2 separate regions of the Sus scrofa genome follow, and region 2 is linked to region 1. A link is a contact called in public Hi-C data. All regions are on one chromosome and are shown on one strand. The core of a region is the stretch at or near the end of the contact, and the rest is flanking DNA. Distances in the headings are between cores, read along the strand shown. Region 1 overlaps SYNE3 (nesprin-3). Region 2 overlaps GLRX5 (glutaredoxin-related protein 5, mitochondrial).

What was found. Hi-C and Micro-C count contacts between places; a contact is called where the count stands out from the background.
Region 2: a contact with region 1 is called in a Hi-C map of liver, with 3 times the contacts expected there. The contact joins two enhancer-like sites. A contact is called at or near these places in 5 of 5 promoter capture datasets (fetal liver, fetal skeletal muscle, liver and 1 more), 25 of 47 Hi-C or Micro-C datasets (adipose tissue, alveolar macrophages, blood and 12 more) and 2 of 2 datasets of contacts at active chromatin or transcription factors (alveolar macrophages and skeletal muscle).

The regions. Positions count from the first base shown.
Region 1 is chr7:116,706,700-116,709,650 of Sscrofa11.1, forward strand. It overlaps SYNE3 (nesprin-3), which reads right to left. Exons shown (of 20, transcript XM_003128709.4): 8 at 2,868-2,951. Among named protein-coding and RNA genes, the nearest start is that of SYNE3, 62 kb to the right of the region's middle. Within about 2 kb of position 1,397, at least 4 of the 83 cell types and tissues checked have an H3K27ac peak or open chromatin away from gene starts, as enhancers often do. A contact at or near this core is called in liver, where this site is marked.
Region 2 is chr7:116,790,952-116,793,902 of Sscrofa11.1, forward strand. The region is part of intron 1 of GLRX5 (glutaredoxin-related protein 5, mitochondrial); the gene reads left to right. Among named protein-coding and RNA genes, the nearest start is that of GLRX5, 5.1 kb to the left of the region's middle. Within about 2 kb of position 1,565, at least 2 of the 83 cell types and tissues checked have an H3K27ac peak or open chromatin away from gene starts, as enhancers often do. A contact at or near this core is called in liver, where this site is marked.

The DNA.
Region 1 (2,951 bases), core at 147-2,646:
ATTTGATCTTGACTTTGACCCTTCCGGGGCCCACACTCCATAGGAGGCAGAGCGGGGAAGTGGAAATTGCCTGGAAACCCACCTCCAGCCCTTCCCAACAGCGCAGCCGGGGGCCAGTCCCTGGTGGCAAAATGGGGGCCCCCGCATTTAACAAGGCTCTGCGTACCAAGCAGAAGCACTTCTTACTACAGAAATGCTGGTTTAAGAACAAAAGTCTGTCTTGCACAGAAACGGATCACAGACATGGAGAGCAGACGTGTGTGTGGTGGTCGAGGGGGACGAGGGACGGAGCGGGAAGCACGGGGAGTTTGGGGTTGGTCGATGCCAACGATTCCATTTGCACTGGATGGGCATAATGGGAAAAATAAAAATCATTAAAGTGAGAGAAAAATGGCTGGGCAACGGGGTCCTGCTGCACAGCACACGGAACTATATTCGATCACTTGTGATAGAACATGATGGAGGATGATACGGAAAAAGAACGGCTATGTGTGTAAGACAGTCACTTTGCTGTGCGGCGGAAACGGGCACAACACTGTAAATCAGCTATACTTCAATTTAAAAAATAGAAAAGGGGAGTTCCTGTCGTGGCGCAGTGGTTAACGAATCCGACTAGGAACCATGAGGTTGCGGGTTCGGTCCCTGCCCTTGCTCAGTGGGTTAACGATCCGGCGTTGCCGTGAGCTGTGGTGTAGGTTGCAGACGCGGCTTGGATCCCGCGTTGCTGTGGCTCTGGCGTAGGCCGGTGGCCACAGCTCCGATTCGACCCCTAGCCTGGGAACCTCCATATGCCGCGGGAGCGGCCCAAGAAATAGCAACAACAACAACAACAACAACAGAAAAAAAAAAGACAAAAAAAAAATAAAAAAAAAAATAGAAAAGGGAGTTCCTGTTACGGCCCAGTGATAATGACCCCGATGAGTATCCATGAGGATGCGGGATCGATCCCTGGCCTCACTCAGTGGGTTAAGGATCCGGCGTTGCTGTGAGCTGTGGTGTAGGCTGTCGGCTATAGCTTTGATTCGACCCCTAGCCTGGGAACTTCCATATGCTGCAGATGCAGCCCTAAAAAGACAATCAATCAATCAATCAATCAATACATACATAGAAAGGCTAAGAAAAAAATAAAATGTATTTTCACATTACAGAAAAAAACAACCAACAAAACTGTTCAATAAGATCTGGAATTCCCTTTCACTGATTTCCGGTCAGTCCTATCTTGGTCTCTGGGTCGGAACTAACATCTCATTAGAGTGGACAGACAGCAGGGTTTGTGGTCAGTCTCCTGCCTCAGGAAAGCTTTCCTGGAACACAGCCAGGCCCCGTGCAGGTAGCTGCTGGGACAGGGGAGTGTTGGCAGGGCTCTCCAGACCTTGGCCCTAACCCACCCTGAGTCTACACCCTGTGACGTGTGTCTCTCCTGAATGCCTGGTAAAACCGTATAATGTCTGAGTGCTCTTGGCAGATGCTGTTCTAAGCACTTTTCATTTTGTTTTGTTTCTTGTTTGTCTGTTTAGGGCTGTACCCGCGGCATATGGAGGTTCCCAGGCTAGAGGTCGAATCGGAGCTGTACCTGCCAGCCTACACCACAGCCACAACAACGTGGGATCCGCATCTGTGACCTATACCACAGCTCAGGGTAACACTGGATCCGTGACCCACTGAGCGAGGCCAGGGATCGAACCTGCATCCTCATGGATACGCGTCAGATTCATTTCCTCTGAGCCACGACAGGAACTCATCACGGTTTTCTATTTTTTCTAAGCACATTTTGTTGTCACACGCTCATAAGGAATGTGGGAGGTAGATCCTATTAGCATCTCTGCCCATTTCACATTCAGCCGAGGTTAAATAATTCTCGCAAAGCTGGTCAGGTAGTGCGGAGAGGAGCCAGGATTTGCAGCTAAGCAGCCTGATCCAGGCAACCCCGCCCTTCATCTCTGCACCACGCCACCCCGACCTTTGTCCTAAAGGACAAACAATTCCCTTGTGCCAAGTGGATCGCTGCAGGGGAATCTGAGCTCTTACAAGGCTCAGTGCTAAAGAGAGTGTGAGCTTTATTTCTGCTGACACCCAAATATTTCTGCGTGTGGGTCGGATCAGATCCACAGCCACTGGCCTACGCCGCAGCCACAGCAATGCCAGGTCCAAGCCACATCTTCAACTTACACCTCAGCTTGCAGCAACGCCAGATCATTAAACTCACTGAGTGAGGCCAGGGATCGAACCCACATCCTCATGGATACTAGTTGGGTTCCTAACCTGTTGAGCTGCAACTGGAACTCCCCAATCCAACTCTTTTTTTTTTTTTTTTTTTTTTTTTTTTTTGCTTTTTGCTTTTATAGGGCCACATGTGCAGCATTTGGAGGTTCCCAGGCTAGGGGTCGAATCAGAGCTTTGCTGCTGATACACTAGAGCCACAGCAACACGGTATCTGAATCTCATCTGTGACCTACACCACAGCTCACAGCAATGCCAGATCCCTAACCCCCTAACCTACTGAGCAAAGCCAGGGATTGAACTCACTTCCTCATGAATACTAGTTGGGTTCATTACTGCTGAGCCACAATGGGAACTCTCAATCCACCTTTTGATTACCCACCATCTCAAGGTATGGTCCTGGGAGTGTTAGGGAGAAAAAAAAAAAAAATCTCTCCAGGCCTCAATTTCCCAATCCAGAAGATGGGTACAAACACCCCACTTGTCTACAATACTCAGGGAACCTAGATTATCAAAATCCAGGAAAACCAGATCGAGTGTGCTTGAGACTTAGCGTGGTCCTCCCACTACCCGGAGGAGCTCCAAGCTGGATGCGGAGGCACACGCAGCACCTGGACTGGGTCTCGGCTTCTCCGAGCTCTGCTCACCGAGTAGAGTCTCCAGCGGGCCACCAGCTCGTCCTCAGTGCTGGCCTTGGTCTCGGGCTCCAGGTCCTCCTCCGCCAGCCTCTG
Region 2 (2,951 bases), core at 315-2,814, 84 kb after region 1:
AAAATGAAAGTACCTGTAATTCCATATACATCCATAAACCATTATTAACATTCGGATTTAGTTTCTAACAGTTTTTTGGTTTTTTGTTTAGCAGCGTTGCCATCACGTGTAGCTGTATGTAGCATTTTGCCCTCCTGAGAGCCGGGAGCGTGTCTTCTGTGACTCCCTGAACGCCGTGTGTAGTGCTTATGCAAAGCAAGTTCTCACTTGAGTGTTTTAAATGAATAACTGCTTTTTTGTTTATCATTTTCTCATAAACTCTCCTGTGCTCTTAAAAATACTATACACTCCTGGAGTTCCTGCTGTGGCTCCGTAATAGCGAACCTGACTAGTATCCATGAGAACTCGGGTTCGATCCCTGGCTTCACTCAGTGGGTCAGGGATCCGGCATTGCATGAGCTGTGGTGTAGATTGAAGACGTGGCTCAGATCTGGCATTGCTGTGGCTGTGGTGTAGGCCGGCAGCTGTAGCTCTGATTGGAGCCCTAGCCTGGGAACTTCCATATGCCCTGGGTGCAGCCCTTAAAAAAAAAAAAAAAAAAAAAAAACACCCTCGAATTTCTTCCTACTTAGGTCACCATTGTCTTCTTTGCATCACGAGTAGTATCTGTTGAATGAATAATTGTCGTCATTCAACCATGGTTGAATAGTTATTTAGCACTTGAAAATATGCCCCCTGGATGCAGACTTCAGCCCTCCGTGTGCTAGTCTGGTGACATTGGTTAAGTTATTTAATCTCTTTTAGCATTTTTTTCGTCTGTAAAGTAGGGGTAATTACGCATACTTTGTCGGATCTTTGTAAAGATGAAACGTGACTAGATAGGTAAAACGTTTAGAGTATGAAACCCAGGAGCCCTTGCTCAGGGAGTGTGGTATTTTGATTACCGCCTGGCATACTCCATGGGCGCTTTTCCTGCATTCTTTCCCTCTGCTCTCCCAGCTGCAGATCTCGTGAAAAGTATTCCTGTGGAGGAGTTCCCGTCTTGGCGCAGTGGAGATGAATCCAACTAAGAACCATGAGGTTGTGGGTTCGATCCCTGCCCTCACGCAGTGGGTCAAGGATCCAGCGTGGCCGTGAGCTGTGGTGTAGGTCGCAGATGAGGTTCGGATCTGGCGCTGCTATGGCTGTGGTGTAGGCCGGCAGCTGCAGCTCCTATTAGACCCCTAGGCTGGGAACCTCCAAATGCCACAGACGCAGCCCTAAAAAGACAAAAAAAAAAAAAAAAAAAAAGCATTACTGTGGCAGGCAGAGGACCCTGACCTGGAGCACCCACCTTGCATCTGGCGCTGGGGCAGCTTCCCAATCTCACCAGTTAGGTTTTATTTATTAACCTTTCGTGATAAATCCGTGAGGCATAGAGTTACTCCCATTTTACAGAAAGGGAGATTGAGGCCCAGCGATGAGCAGATTTGCCTGTGGCTGTATTTACAAGCCAGCCGGCCACAGTCTGCTGACCTCAGTGAGGCCTTGCTCACTCCCGCCACCACGCTTTACTTCCCTTTTGAGGGTCTGCCCTGGTCCATGCTTTTTGCTTATCTCAGGCTGTCCTAACCTCATTGCCTCACGTGAGGGAAGATGAAGAAATATGTAAGTCCAGGAAGCGGTGATGGGACCTGCCCCAGGGACCGAGCCTGGTAATTGGCAGCGCTGGAATTAATTTGCATTAGACTCTGAAGCTCCTGTGTAGTGAAAATCTGCCAGGAAGAAAGGGAACTGTCATCCCAGTGCCCTTATGATCAGCAGTCCAAACCAGGGACGAAGTTCAGGGTTCTGAACTGTGGCGAGTTTTGAAAAGTGCCTCTTGAAAGGTCTGGGAGGCTCCTGTGTTTTTTTTTTTTTTGGTCTTTTCTTGGGCTGCTCCTGCGGCATAGGGAGGTTCCCAGGCTAGGGGTCAAACTGGAGCTATAGCCACCCGCCTACACCAGGGCCACAGCAACGCAGGATCTGAGCCGCGTCTGTGACTTACACCACAGCTCACGGCAACGCCGGATCCTTAGCCCACTGAGCAAGGCCAGAGATCGAACCCGCAACCTCATTGTTCCTAGTCGGATTCATTAACCACTGAGCCACGATGGGAACTCCGAGGTTGCTGCTTTTAGGTCTCCTGCTTAGCATAGAGCCAGGCACATAATAAAGGCTCAATAAATTGTCGTTCTCTGTATTCATTTTCCTATTGAGGAAGCATTGATTTCACAGCTCAAGTCGAGAACCCTCTGTTTGCTTGTTGAGGTTCTAACTTCTTTCCTGGTCTGAACCTATTAAATCTCTTCCCCTAAAAAAAAAAAAAAAAAAGAAGGAAAGAAAAGAAAGAAAGTTCTGGGAGGGACTTTTCCAGAACGTTTTCTCCGCTCTGGCTTGATACTTTGGCACATCGAGTCTTTTTGATGGAGCAGCAAGTGTACATAGAAGCAATTTTGTAAGACAGACCCAGTGTCACCCTGTTACATAACTTCACAGTCAACATTTTCTGTCCCAAATCGAATCAGTTTGTCATCTGTAAAACAGGTTATCATTAAAATCCAATCTTGGTATGATTTTCTAGTTTGCAAGAGACGCTCTGATTCTGGGTTATTCCATGTAATAGTTGCAAAAACTTTCACTGGTTTTGAAAATTTAAAGCGTGAGGAAAATTAGCCATGTTTAAACAATTGATGGTGCATTGATAATTTGTTTTAGTTTTCACCTTAGGAGGAGTAGTCTTTTATAATTGGAAGTTTCTCAGCCTCACTCTCTAGGAAGCAACTGAGTAGGTCCTTAAATATTTAAATGTGTAATCAGGCATTTTAAACATGAAAGATGGCACCCTTTTTATGAAAGATGCCCAAAGCAGGTAAGTTGAATTTTGATGAACTGTCAGCTAGTAGGCACCTTGGATGCTGTCACAGGCCGAGGGGTTTGGAAGGAGTCAGTCTCCCCTGCACGTGACTGTGGGTGTTGGATGTTCAGATGGT